Linked DNA regions of Ovis aries: region 2 is linked to region 1. A link is a contact called in public Hi-C data. All regions are on one chromosome and are shown on one strand. The core of a region is the stretch at or near the end of the contact, and the rest is flanking DNA. Distances in the headings are between cores, read along the strand shown. Region 1 holds the start of AHDC1 (AT-hook DNA binding motif containing 1). Region 2 overlaps AHDC1 (AT-hook DNA binding motif containing 1).

Evidence for each region. Hi-C and Micro-C count contacts between places; a contact is called where the count stands out from the background.
Region 2: a contact with region 1 is called in a Hi-C map of muscle, with 5 times the contacts expected there. The contact joins the enhancer-like site here to the promoter of AHDC1 in region 1. A contact is called at or near these places in 10 of 16 Hi-C or Micro-C datasets (blood, hypothalamus, liver and 4 more).

The regions. Positions count from the first base shown.
Region 1 is chr2:239,441,721-239,448,591 of ARS-UI_Ramb_v3.0, forward strand. It overlaps AHDC1 (AT-hook DNA binding motif containing 1), which reads left to right and starts at 3,414. Exons shown (of 7, transcript XM_042245109.1): 1 at 3,414-3,890; 2 at 4,134-4,231.
Region 2 is chr2:239,486,632-239,493,502 of ARS-UI_Ramb_v3.0, forward strand. AHDC1 (AT-hook DNA binding motif containing 1) reads left to right here. Exons shown (of 7, transcript XM_042245109.1): 3 at 2,163-2,340. Among named protein-coding and RNA genes, the nearest start is that of WASF2, 25 kb to the right of the region's middle. Within about 2 kb of position 3,825, at least 32 of the 54 cell types and tissues checked have an H3K27ac peak or open chromatin away from gene starts, as enhancers often do. A contact at or near this core is called in liver, muscle and tail adipose tissue, where this site is marked.

The DNA.
Region 1 (6,871 bases), core at 2,164-4,663:
GGACGTGGCTCCAGGCTGCTGTGACCTCTCAGTTACTGTTATTATTATTATTATATGGCTCAATAATCCCTCAGCATGCCTGTGCCAGTTTTTCAAACTGCTTTCATATCCATGTGTTCAGTAAATCTTCTCAACAGCCTTGCCTGTAATACAGAGAAGGGGTTACTCTTAGTTTTACACATGTGGAAATGGAGACTCGAAGAGTTAAGGACACGCAAGCAAGAGCAGAATCAGAACCAGGTGTGGAGAATTCCCTGGCTGTCCAGTGGTTAGAACTCCACCCTTCCAAGGCAGAGGGTCCAGGTTCAATCTTTGGGAAGGGAACCAAGATCCTGCAAACTGCTCAGCACAGCTGAAAAATAAAAAGAACCAGGTCTGCCTGCTTCCTATTCCACATGCCCTCCAAACCCTTAGGCCCCACAACTTTTAGCCCCTCTGGACTCTCACTTCTATTTCCTAGGTCTAGCTACATAACACCTTCTGCTTACATTGAGACAAAAGCTGTTGCAGTGAGCTGAACCTAGAAAGGGAAGATTTAGGTTCTTCCTCTCCTTCAAGTCTGCTCTCTCTGGGAGTTTACAGCTACCCTGCCCAGCCTGTGGCTACTTCAGATGCTGTTTTTAAAGACCGGGTAGCCCCCAGTCCATCCTAAAGGAAATCAGCCCTGGATATTCATTGAAAGGACTTATGCTGAAGCTGAAACTCCAATACTTTGGCCACCTGATGCAAAGAACTGACTCATTTGAAAAGACCCTGATGTTGGGAAAGATTGAAGGCAGGAGAAGGGGACAACAGAGGATGAGATGGTTGGATGGCATCACCGACTCAATAGACATGAGTTTGAGTAAACTCTGGGAGTAGGTGATGGACAGGGAAGCCTGGTGTCCTGCAGTCCTTGGGGTTGCATAGAGTCGGACACCGCTGAGCGACTGAACTGAGACCCCTTCAGACTAGGCTGGTAAACAGATATAGCAGTTGGACACTAGGTGGCAGCAGCCACCCACAAGAAGACTTTGTTTGAGTTTGGGGAGGACTCCCCCACCAACCCTCTCCAAAATACAATTTAAAGAGGTTCCAAGAGAAAGACCAGTCCCCAGATGACTGGGAAACCCTGTAGTGCTTGCTTTCCAGCAATGCCCAACACCTTGGGGGCTAAGAGCACTCAACCTCCCTGGGAAGCGGGCTGCTCAAGCAGCCTGAGGTGGGAGGGATGTGCATGGACAACCCTACCTAACTTCTATTCCCCTCTCACTTACAGAGCCATGGACCCTACTAATCTTGGCCCCTGTACCTCATCACCTAATCTCTCCTCTCCCGTGTCTTTCCCAAACTCCTCTTCATCCCACTCCACCTTGGGCTCCCTATCTCCCAGAAGCCATCCTGAATTGCCCCCCAGTTCCTGCCTCAAACTTGATTCAGCTTAGATGGGGTCTTTATGCCCTGGGGCAGAGCCTAATAGGTAAGGATGTTGTGAGGGTGTGAAAGAAAGGGGAACCTGGGCCTTTCCTAGCCTTCCCAATGCTAAAGTCTCACCGGTGGGGGACCAGCTGGGGCAAGATGCCAAAGCCTCATCTATTTGTGTAACTTTAGGTCAGGCTGGGGAGCTGCAAAGGGCCCCTAACAACTTTAACCATTGCTTTCTTTTGTTAATATCTGATCTTACAATGGTTCCCATTCAACTGATAAATCTTTGAACCCAGGGCTTGCCTGTAAGGAGAAGCTACTCCCAAATGGGTGCCTCTGCGGCTGGTCAGCAGCCCGGATGATGCCAGATCAATAGATGGAACTATTTAGAGCCCTAGACCTCTTCCATGGCTGTGGTGCCCCCACTCCCTGCAAAGGGCCAACAGAGTGTCCCCCAGATCCCCCCAACTTTTTTGTCTTAGAGGAGGGGCTTGCAGGTGGTGACAGGGAGCTGCTGTTGGCAAAACGACACCACCTGCCTTTTGTCACACGCTGGCCATCACCTCGTATCACCCTGCAGGGCCAAAGGAAGAGTCCGAAACGGGTGGGCCAAGGACAAAGGCACTGCTGAAGGGACTTCAGACACAGGGCAAGACAGAAAAAGCCAGCAGACATTGGGCAAAGGAATGTCAGACACATAGATGAAGTGGGACTAGCACAGGACCAGTCGGGGCTGGTGCTGGTAGACGCCGGGGACAGGACAGCCACCATGCATTATTCATCTCCGTGTCCCCTGTGAGCCCTGCACACCTCAGTTAACATTTGTCGAATTTAAGTGCCAAGGGAGGACACACAGACGCCGGGAGAGAAGGTCAGATGGAGAGCTTGGAAGTCGCAGCTCCCTGCTTGACCCAGAGGTTAAGCAGTGAGCTTTGGAATGGAACAGACCCTGGTCCAGCCGGGCTCTACCAACTTCTTCAGTAGGGGTCATGGGCCTCAGTGCCCTCATCTCTAAAATGGAAATGATAACAAAATCATTCTACCAGGTCTTTGCAGGACTCAAGAGCCCTGCGGTGTTCAGAAAGTGGCAGCAGCAGCAGTTCTCCTTCTTGCACTGTCCAAAGACCTCTCCTTGGTAACCAGGCCCTGGCAGTGCACATTCCCATCTGTGGGGACAGGCCAGGCAGGGGGCCGGAGCTAGGGGCTGGATAACAGATGTGACCTGCAGAGGAGGTAGGTGAAAGTGCTGAGTCCAGCCCCCTGGGCCCAGCAGGAGCTCTGAACTGTTGAATCTGAATGCTGCTTCCTGACACCAGGAAGAAGCTCAGTCGAATTCAGGAAGGCAAGGCTGTGTGTGTGTGTGTGTGTGTGTGTCTGACAGAGAGAGAGATCTGTGGAGAATCCAGGACTTCATGCTCTTGTCTTCCTCGGACTTCTAGAAAAACTAGTCTTTGGTGGAGGTGGCTAAACCCAGAGCTCAGAACTTGAGATTGGGGGTCCCTGAAAGGAGGAGGAGGTGCGGGCGGGCTTTGAGTTTTCTGGAGCAGCCCTCTCTCCATCAACCCTTGCGCTTTACTCAATAGGTAACCTTCTCATGAAGGGAGAGCGCCTCCAGATTCAGGGAGCCGGCCGTCTCCTCTTACCGCTTCCTCTCTCATTTAATTGGGACGCCCCCAGAAAGTCTCAAGTCCTTTTAGCTAGTCCCTCGATTCCCCCATTCTACTCTTTCCATTCTCAGACCCCGCCCCTTCACTCCCACCCGCAACCTCCGCTCCGGCCAAAGCCCCCCGCAGCGGGACGAGGAAGGTGGGGAACGTTGGTGATCCTTAGGGAAGAACGCAATCCCCCTTTGGTAAAAGAGGAAGCGCGCGAGGGCTCGGGCGCTGGGTGCCCCCTGCGGGCTCCCGGCCGCGCCGTCGGAGCTGCCGGCGCCGCCCCGCCCGCTCCGCGCGCGGAGCGGCCGAGGCGGGGACTACAAGTCCCGGCGAGCCGCGCGCGCGCTCCCCCCTGGGGTTCCGGATGGTGAGCGGCGAAGGTAAGGCGAGCTCGCAGAGGCAGCGGCGGCGGCGGCGGAGACGGAGAGAGGCAGGCAGGCAGGCAGGCAGGCAGGGCGAGGGCGAGAGACGGCGAGGGGAGGGAGCGAGCGAGGCAGACCAGACAGACAGACAGGCGGGCGGGCGGGCAACGCGAGCCACCCGCCAGGCTGCGCTCAGCCCCGCTCGCCGCGGAGAGAGCAGAAGGCAGGAGGAGGGAGGGGAGGAGGGGGAGGGAGGGAGAGAGGGAATCCAGCTACCACCACCCAAAGCCAGCGTCTGCTTTCTGTCCTCATTTCCTTTTCCCACCCAGCTCTGAGAGCAGAGAAAGGCAGAGGGAGCGAGAGATTGAGACAGTCAGAGGGACAGACAGACAGCCAGAAGAGAGCGGGAGGGAGGAGGGCGGAGGAGGAGGAGCAGGAGGAGGACTACGCGGGGCGCGTTCCCTCCCAGGTTTGCAATTGGGGGGGTGGGGGTGGGGGTGTCCAGGGCTGTGAGAGTGTGTGCGCGGTGGTGGTGGTGGGGGGAGCAAGGGGGCGCAGAGAGAGAACGAAGGAGTGATCGAGGTGGGGGGCGCCGCGGGAGCTGGGGGGCCGGGTCCAGCGGAGTTAGCGGCGGAGAATGTGAGCCGAGGCGCGAGCCATGCTGTCAGCAACGGCGGGCGGCTCAGGGCTCCTCCACGACTCCTCTCCCCAGCTGCCGGGCGCCCGCGTCGCTGCCGCCGCCGGAAAACAGACGCCCCCCGAAGCCCCTCGCCTGGCTCGGACCCACGGAGCCGGCAGCCCAGCACTCCGGTGAGTGGCGCCTCCTCCCCGGCCCTAGACCCCCGCTGGGGACCGGCCGGCCGGGCTCTTTTGTGCAGCGCACCGGGGGGGCCCCGCGCCCCCTCCGCGCGCCCCGGTCCGGTCCGCCGGACCCCGTGGCTGCGGTGCCCGCGGTGCGATCGGTCTTTGTTTCCACCGGGGCCCGCGGCTCGGCTGGGCTCGGCTCGAAGCCTGGCAGGCAGCGCCGGGAAGGGGGAGGGGGAGGTGGACGAGAAGGGGGGGCGGGGAGGGGGGGTTCTCGGGTTTCCTGGCCGCCCCGCGGCTCCCCCGGCTCGGGGGCGAGGTGCGCGCCCAGCGCTGCCGCGCGCCCCCTCCTCCTTCCCCCTCCCTCCGTCTTTGGATTTAAAACTGCAATTTGCTCTCCAGCTTGCTGAGAATGTAGGGGGGGGGGGTGGGTGAAGGGGGGGACCGTGGGAGCGGAGAACAAGGCTGGATTTTAGGAACGGCGCTGGGAAAGGGGGAGACTGCGGAGGGGAGAAGCCCCTCCCCTCCAACCCCCAAATCCCAAGGTTCCGCTTGTGCTCTGGGAGTTGAGGGGCGGGGACCTAATGACCCGGAGGGGGTGTGGGGCGGAGGAGGGATTTGGGGGCGGCCGGGGCCGGAGGGGTTGGGCCGCGTGCCCGGTTACCTGGCGAACAAAGTCGGCTCACTTTTGCATAAATAAATAAATAATCGCCCATCAATGCGTTTCCTCTGAGGCTCTGATTGAATCGGGGGCCCCCTCTTCCCCAGGGCTTGGGGTGCTGAGTGACAGCTGTCAGCCCCCTGGGCCAGTCGCTGGGGGGTGAATCGCTGAATCCCTCCGCTTTCTGGCTCCGGGCGCATTCCCCTGCTGGGTCTTGGTCCCCGGGCAGAGCCAGAGGGGCAGGGGGCTGGCTCCGAGTCTAGGAAATAACCTTGTTTCCTGTTCTACAGGAAAAGGGACGGCAACCCAGAGAGTTTGGGGGCTGGGGATGAAGACTGATGGGAGCCGGAGGGGTTCCCCAGCAGCCTGACCCCCCAGCCTCCTGCCAGGCGCAGGGGCCGGCCGAGGGAGGAAGGATGTGGGCCTTGCTGGCCCGAGGCGGGAGCTGGGGCTGTCCCCGAGGCGGGCAGCGGGCACCGAGCAGGAGGAGGGAGACAGAGAGCAGCGGGGGCGGGAATTCTCTACCGCAGACCCTGGGGGCCGGGGCCAGATGTGGAGGGGTGGGGAGTCCCCCCTCCCTGCTAGCTTGGGGGCCCCGGGGGCTGGGCTGTGAGGGGCTGAGCCTAGTGCCCTGGGTTCTGCACCAAGTGCCTGACTGGCAGGGCCAGCTGAATTTGGGCCCAGGCGTCACCCTGGGAGGCAGGGCCAGCCTGCACCAGCCTGGTCCCTGAGCACAAGGAGGGACCCTTGGGGGGCCTATGCCTGTCTGGCTGGGCAGGCGTTTCCCGCCGGACCAGTTGGTGTCAGGCGGGACTTGGCCCCAGCTCCCTGGGCAGAGCTCAGGGTGTGAGGACAAGCTTTGCCTCTGGGTCAGGGTGGCCACATTTTGTCCGCTGCTGCTGCTGCCGCCGCCGCCGCCGCCGCCGCCGCCGCCGCCGCCGCCGCCGCCGCCGGCGGGGCGGGGGCATGTGCCCGGGCCTGGGCAGAGTCCTGCCAGGAGCATTTGGGGTGTTTCTATTGTTGGCTTGTTCCTGTTCCGTGTGGCCCAGTGTGTGTAGCTGTGTGAGCTGGGGCTGTAAGTGAAAGATTACCAGTCAGTCCACACCCCCAACCCACACCCCCACCCCCACCCCACCGCCTGCCTGTTGGGGGCAGGCTGGGTTGTGGTGGTGAGCTGTGGGGGACCCCCCTAGGTGGCATGTGCCTGCAGCTTGCCATCTCTCTCCTTTGAACAGATGTATATTTATTTTTATGGTAATGGAAAATCAAACTGGATAGTAAGTTGAATTCTTTTTTTTTTCTCTTCTGCTGTGTCAATAGTTGGAATAACCCCCAGAGACGAATGAACTTCTTGCCCCAAAGCTCCTACCCTCCAGAGGTTGCAGAGATCAGTGAGGGCATGAGTTTTTGGGGGCCAGTGGGCACCAGTTCAAATTGGTGATTCTTGTCCCTCTCTGTCTGGGATTGGGGCAGGTGCCCAGGTGGGCAGGCATTGCCCCCTCCCCAGGCATCCCCCCCCCACCCCACTCCCCCTAATCTGTTCTTTCGGCCACCTCCTTGGTCAGCGCCTAAGCTGTGCCCAAGCCCTTGGGACGTTCTCCTGGTGGGCTCTCTCCCCCTTCCTGGGCTCCTGGCCCACGTGCTGATATTTATTTTCTGTAGTAAAATCCATTTTTAATGCCGTTACTTTTGAAATAATATAGAGAGAAACAAATGTGATGTGTTTAAGTTGCCCTCTGTGAGTTTTTAATGTGATCTATGGCTGAGGTAGTGATGGAAGGAGCTGTTGGGCTTGGAGGAATTTGGTGTCATAAAGAAAAAGAGCTTGCTGTTTATTATGTTTGCTGGGCTGGGGGGTCTGGAACAGGGTCGTGGGGGCCCGGAGCCCCAGCACCCCCAGGTGCCGTGATGGACAGCAGTGCTTCTCAGTTTGGAGGTGTGTGGTTTCCAAGACTGTTGCCTTGCTCTCCAGCCTTCGATGGGGC
Region 2 (6,871 bases), core at 2,575-5,074, 45 kb after region 1:
CCCAGCTCAGCCCCTGCTCCCCCCCCCCCCCCCTTGCCGCATTCCCCCCACCATCCTGTCCCCTGCCTTCCAGCCCGTGTGGGCACAGTCACAAGTTCCCCCAGTCATTTCCATCTCAAGGGGCGGGGGAGCTGGCCGTTATCAGTTGGGGAATATCAGATTGGGGAGGGGCTGGGAGCAGCTTCACTCCTCAGGTCGCTCCAGCCCCCAGGGCCAGGCAGACCTCATGCAGACTCCCCCCCAACCACCAGCACCATATGTAGGAGAACAGGGCCAAGATGAGCTGAACTCTAGGGGTCTGGATGGGGGGCCGCCAAGCCACCCCCACTGGAGGGCTCTGGGGCCACCCAGATTTCCATCTTTTCCACCCTCCTGGGCCTCTGGGGAGCTGCAGAGGTGGGGGCTCCCCGAGGGCTTGGGAGCTGCCGGGCTGCATTTCTGTGCCCACCCAACCATGGGGGGAGGGGGGATGGATCAGAGGAGGGAGGCTCTGGCAGGTTGAAATTCTCCTTCTCTGCCTGTGGATAAATTGTCCCTAATCCAGGCTTGGGGAGTTGTCTGGCTCCTACAGAGAGAGAGCAAGCAGGAGATAGGGAGGGAGGAGGGAAGCAGGCGTACAAACAACGGTGACACAGACACACACTATCACAGAGTCCCACATGCACGCGTGCGCGCACACGCCCTGACAAGCTGCATGAAGGTATCACACGAACACTGAAGCACCACTGTGCTGACAGGCGCACCCTGGCACACAGACTCACACATGCTGACACTGACGCAGACATACAGTGACATGGCACAAGGTCCCACTGGCGTACACAGGTGCACAGTGATGAGGGCTTACACACGCACGCGCAGGGTCACAGCCAAGCACACGCTGGCCCGCGGTGAAACAGACCCACAGGGATACTGTGACCAACCGCACCGTGAGCCTGAAAACCCAGAGTAAGGCAGGGGGAAGGAGGGAGACACCACTGATGCAGTGACGCCAGTGCCCCCAGTCACTGGCCTTGAGATGGGAAACCTGTGGGGACAGTAGAGGGTCCACTCCCCTCCCCACCCCAACGCGCACACATCCAGAGATGGGCAGAAGTCAGTTCAGCTCCTGACACGGCCAGATGCAGAGCGTGTACACGTGGGCACACATGCCCCAATCACAGCTGGGTATACCTGGTCACACATTAGGCACATATACCTGTGTGTCCCCATAGGTGTGCGAACATAGGCTCAGCTGGACACACACAGAGAACTGAACAGACCCAGATACACCCACATGTATAAGTGAAGACACCAGCTCTAGTAAATAGCAGCGCTCACACACAATACACACACACACACACACACACAGTCTTATACATGGGCACTCTTAAAACACACATATACTTGCATAGACATACAGAAATACACAGAGAAACATACAGAAGGCTAAGTAGACCCAGGAAGCCACACACAGGTACATTTACCCAGACAGCTGAATGCTCACAGACATGCAGGATCTCTTTAACACACATGTACACACACATTCCCAGGCAACCAAAACCTATAAGCAGTCCATGAGGCCTGGTTCCCAGACCCCTCAGGGTTCAAGTACAAACCTCAGGGAGGTAGACAAATGGGCAGGAAGCAGAGTGGGTGAGGAGAGCCCTAGTTATTAAAGAAAACGAGAGAGAACCAATCTCGGATGGAGAAGGGTAAATGCCAGCTGCGTATACACCCCTCATGAAAATCTGCAGTCACCATCACTTTGAACAGTAACTCTCACACCTGCATTGTAAGTGAGCTCTTAACATTTATAGTTTCCCTAGAGCACTTCTCCCCGCTCATAAACTCTCCCTATTTTATAGATTAGGAAACTGAGAGCCAGAGAGGTTAACTGACTTGCCTGAGATCACACAGGTGATGAAAGTTGAGCCAAGGACCATTCTGACTCCCAAGACCAGGTTCTTTTCACCATAGTGTATGTGTTCTTGTTCATGCATACATATCTGCCCATGCAGAGATATTGCCTGGGGTTTCGAGACATAGTTCGTAGTCCCCAGTGAAGTGAGGTTGGAGCCAATTTCTGTGCAAGGCTAGACCCACCTAGGATGGCCTCCTGGTCCCCCTGTCTGGTTCATCTTGTATCCGTGCTTATGTCTGGGGTGCTGTTTTTGTTTTCACAGATGGGAGCTTGCCTGCCTGTCTACCTATTGGCCTGGACCCCAGAGCCTGCCCAGCTAAGTGCATGCAGAGGGCCCTGGGTTCGGGGTGATTCTCAGGCTGCCAAAGAGACCACCCTGGAATCACTGGCGAAGACAGGCCTTTGCTGCTGAGCTGGGCCTATCTGCACAGCTTGCTCAGGTAACAGTGTACAGAGAAGCTGGGTCTGCTGGCCATCCCAGGAAGTGGGGATCAGGGATACTTCCTTCACAATCCTATCAGGGATCCCTCCCCTCCCAGCTTAGGCCAAAAAGAGGCTCTTTAGTATCAAAATACTGTGACCACACTTACTCAGACTCCCCGTTATCCAGAAAGGCAAGGTCCATGGATATACAGCCAGTTCCCCCAAGTCCTGCCTCCTAGTTGGAGGACCTGCACCTGGATGACCTGAGAGAACTGGGCAGCGAAAGGGGTTGTCCCAGTGACCAGAACCCAGGGCAGAGGTAGAAACCAGAATGCCTGCTGTGTGATGCTGACCCCGCAGGACCCCTCTCTCCTAGAGTCTGTGGAAGTTGAGAGGACCTGGGGAGTTGAGGTACGCTGGGCTGCCCTCCTGGGATGAGATGGGGCAAGGCCGGGGGCAAGAACCATCTCCCTAGCCTGGGCCCAGATGAGCCCACCCAAGCAGGCTAGAGAGCTGCAGAGGCCAGGTGGAGCGGCCCTGCCCTGCAGAGGCAACTCCCCGAACTGACACATGAAGCCTCAGGCTCCAGGAAGCTCCCTAGAGCCCAGCCTGCCTGGGGACCCCACCCAGCTTCCAAAAGAGCATTCCTGGGGCCTGAGGTCTGGGGGGTGGAGTCTCCCGGGATTGTCAGGGTGGGGATGTCAGAGCCGGGTGTACCCAATTGTAAATGTACGGGGCATCTAGTGTGCAAGTACTCCAGCTTGTGTGCAAGCAGGCGTGTGTAGGATTCTGTCCTGAGGTGTGCAGGGTGCTGTACACAGAAGTCTAGGTGGACTGGGCTGGGAGACATTCACGGGCTGCATACATGGTACATGAGAGCGAGTGCGCAGGACTCAGGGTGTGTCCTGTGCAGGTGTGGGGAGGCTAGAGCGTTGTGTGTGCCATGCTGGGTGGTGTTCCTGGGCAGGGTGCTAGTGTACACTGGAGAGGTGTGCAGACAAGACTCTGAATACACCGGGGTGATACACAGGTACACACTGGGTGGGGTGGATCATGTACACAGAGGTTCTTCCACGTGTCACCAGGGAAGCGTGTGTTCAGGGTTCTGGCTGCACACGCTGGGGGATGTGTGTGCACGTGGCTCCATTTGTGCTTTGGAGGTGGGCTGGGCAAGGCTTCAGCTGAGCTGGGCTCAGCAGTGCCCAGCCTTGTGGCCAAACTGCTGAAGTCACTTCCTTTCCAGCAGCAACTTTCCAGGAGGAGGAGTTTTTCAGACCTGGGCGGGGAGGGGTGGGGGGCGGAACAAGGAGCTCTCAGGGGAAGGAGGTGGGCGGTGGTGAGGCTGTGGGGAGGGCCTGGTGGGGCTGGAGGAGGGGTGTCCTCCGGGAGACAGAAGGAAAGACAAGGACAGGAGTCTGGAAGGGCCAAGGGCAGGAGGGGATGGGGGCGGAGCAGGCGGGAAGCACAGTCCCTGGGTGACCTCGGAGAGAGGAAGGGAGGGCCACCCGGCAGGGTGACCCTCGGGTTCAGCCAGAGCTGGCAGTGGTGCCCACACACCTGGCACCCAGGGCAGGGGGCTGGCAGGAGGCGGGTCTAGGGCAGACCTGCTTGCCAGGTGCCCTGCTCCGGGCAGGAAGGGGGTGGGCAAGGGCTTCACAAAGGAGCTCTGTGTGGCTGGGGGTAGGGTGGGGTGGGGTGTGCTGTGCTATTGGGGGGGTGGCCCTGATGATTCCAGGGGGTGGGGCGGGGCTTGCTCCCCTTGGGGGCATCAGTGGCTCTAAGGGGACACCTAGTGGCGAGGGAGGGTAGTGCATTGAATGACCTAGGTGGGAGGGGTGAAGAAACTGAGAGGAGGGGGTGAATTTAGAAGTCAAAAATTAGAATTGGTCGTTGGGACCAGGACAGTTCAAGGAAGCTGCGGGGGAGGGGGCTGACTCTCTGGACAGTGGGGAAGTTTGGTTCAGAGGAGCTCAGCAAACCCAAGTGCAGACACTCTTCCCTGTCATGGCTGTTTGTCCTTAAGGGCTTTGCTTAACCTCTCTGAGCCTCCATTTACATGCCAAATAAGTGACAGCTGCCCGTTATTATTTTCATCATTGTTATTTTTTTGGTAACGATTCTGGTTCGGAGTCAGGTTAGAAGGAGAGCTTCAGGGGTGGGTGGGAGGGGGCTGAAGAGAAGGAAATTGGGAAGAGGGGGTGATGCATAGTTCCTGAGTTGGGGGGGAGGCCAGATCCTGGGAAATAAAGGTCCCCCCCCCAAGGGAGCTGACTGGGGGGAGGTTTCACTGCAGCAGTGATAGCCCCCTTTGAGGCCAAGTTTTCCATTTGAGGACATCCCTGGGCCTTCGGTCTGGGCTGGGAGGGAAATGGTGTGTGCAGGGTGGGGGGGGTGGGGTAGGGAGGAGGCTGGAGAGAGGGTCATGAGGCCGGAAGTGAGAGCTGGGGCTGGCAGCCCGGCTCCCCTGGGGAGGCTGTGGGTGGGGGAGGGGGAGGCTGGCTGGGGAAGGGGTGGGGTGGTCAGAGCCGCAGCGGGGGAGGGTGGGGCTGGGGACTCAAGGATGTGGGCTGGCCCTTCCCGGCACTGTGCGCAGCAGGTTGGGGCCCCCAGCCCCCCTCCCAGCCGGCGGGTGTCCCCACAGGCAGGCTCAAGACACACTGACCCAGAAGCAGACAGACGACGGACAGTGGACCCTTTGCGACTTTGTTCACAGACGTGGGGATAGGTGGTACCCTTGGGAGGGGGTCCAAGAAAACGTCTGCCTGGGTGTGGTGGGGAGGGGAGCCAGTTGCTTCCCTCAGATCCTGGAGGCCGCGGACAGTCAGGAGGTCTGGCAGGACGGCTCGCCCAGAGGTCTTCACGGGTGGGTGGAACAGAAGCAGCCGCTGGAGAGGCGGTTTGTCTCTTCTGCCAAGGTCACACCCTCAGGCCCCCAGTGGGAGGTCTCCAGAGTAGGGAGGGTTGGTGAGCCCCACCCTCATCAAGAGAGGGGCGGTGGCTTGTGGTAGGCATCTCCAAGAGGGCAGTGGGAGCCTCGGGTCAGCTGGGCTGTTGGAAATAGGACCTGGAGATTTCCAGAGTCTGAGCCCCTTCCCTCCTTCGTGAGTGTCTTACTCAACAGTTCTTCCCGCAAGAGCAGCGGTGAGATTCTTGAAGCAGAGAGGGCCTGGCCTAGAAGGGGCCCGACCACAGTCTGCAGGCGGGCATGAGAGAGAACAGAACCCGAAGCGATCTAGTAAATGGGACAGTGAGGAGCAGCTGCGGCCTGGGACCTGAAGAGACACGGGGGTGTTCTGCTTGGATGAGCAACACACTGGGGCTCCCCCTTCCCCATGCTATCTTGTGGTCTTGGGCAAAGTCTGTTTCCCTCTTCCGGTCTTAGTTTCCTTGTCTGAAAAATGGGAGGGGCACGAGGTGACACTGGAACAGTGTACCCACTGGAACAGTGTACCCACTGGGAGGAGCTGATTAAAAATGCAGATTCCCAGGGCTTTCCCTGGTGAAGTGAAGTGAAATGAAAGTCGCTCAGTCGTGTCTGACTCTTTGCAGCCCTGTGGATGTAGTCCATGGAATTCTCCAGGCCAGAATACTGGAGTGGGTAGCCTTCCCCTTCTCCAGGGTGGTCCAGTGATTAAGACTCCGTGCTTCCACCACAGAGGGCACAAGTTCGATCCCTAGTTGGGGAGCCAAGATCCGACAGGCTGCACAGTGCAGCCAAAAAAAAAAAAAACCCACCAAATTCCCAGATGTCCCTTCAGATTTGTGAATCAGACTCCCTGGACTAGGGTCTGGATATCTGAAAGGTTACACAGGTCCCCAGGCCCAGGGTTTAGAAGCCCAAGGGTTAGGTGATTTTAAGGTTCCTCCCAGCCTTAATTTAGACCGCAGCTCTAGAAGAAGCACTTTCAGGAGTGGCCAGAGGAGCACTGCAAGAGCTGGGAGTGGAAGAAGGCTTTGGACTTGGCAGAATTAGAAATCTTGCCACTTAGCAGCTATGTGACTTCAGGCAAGTTATACAACTGCTCTGAACCTGCTTCCTCTGTAACATGGAGGTAATAATCCACGTCTCCCCGGTTCACTGAAGATGCAGTGGGTCATATATGTTGAGGTGCTTTGTAGATGGCATGTTGCTGCCCACCAGAGGGTCGTGGACAAGTGGCCCCGCCCACACCACTGTCCCCAAATCAGCTCTGCTGTTTTCCTGTGGAGTATAAAGTGATCCTCCCAGTGATCAGGGCCCATTCAGCTTCCTGCTCCCCCAAACCAGCTCCTGGGGATCAGCCAGGGCCCTGAGTCCCCAGGCTCCTTTGGGAGTCAGACTTGCCTGGATCTAAATCCCAACTCAGCCCGACCAGCTCAGGGAGTTGCTCAGTAAATGTTTACGTAGCATCCATAGCCCAGGCCCTGGGGCCAGGGGACAGAACGGTAGACAAGACAAACTTGGTCCTTGACCCTGAGAGCCCACACTCTGGGAGAAGACACACTGAACAGCCAGTCACACAAGTAATTGACTGCAGTCCTGATAAATACTGTGAAAGTGAAAGAAAG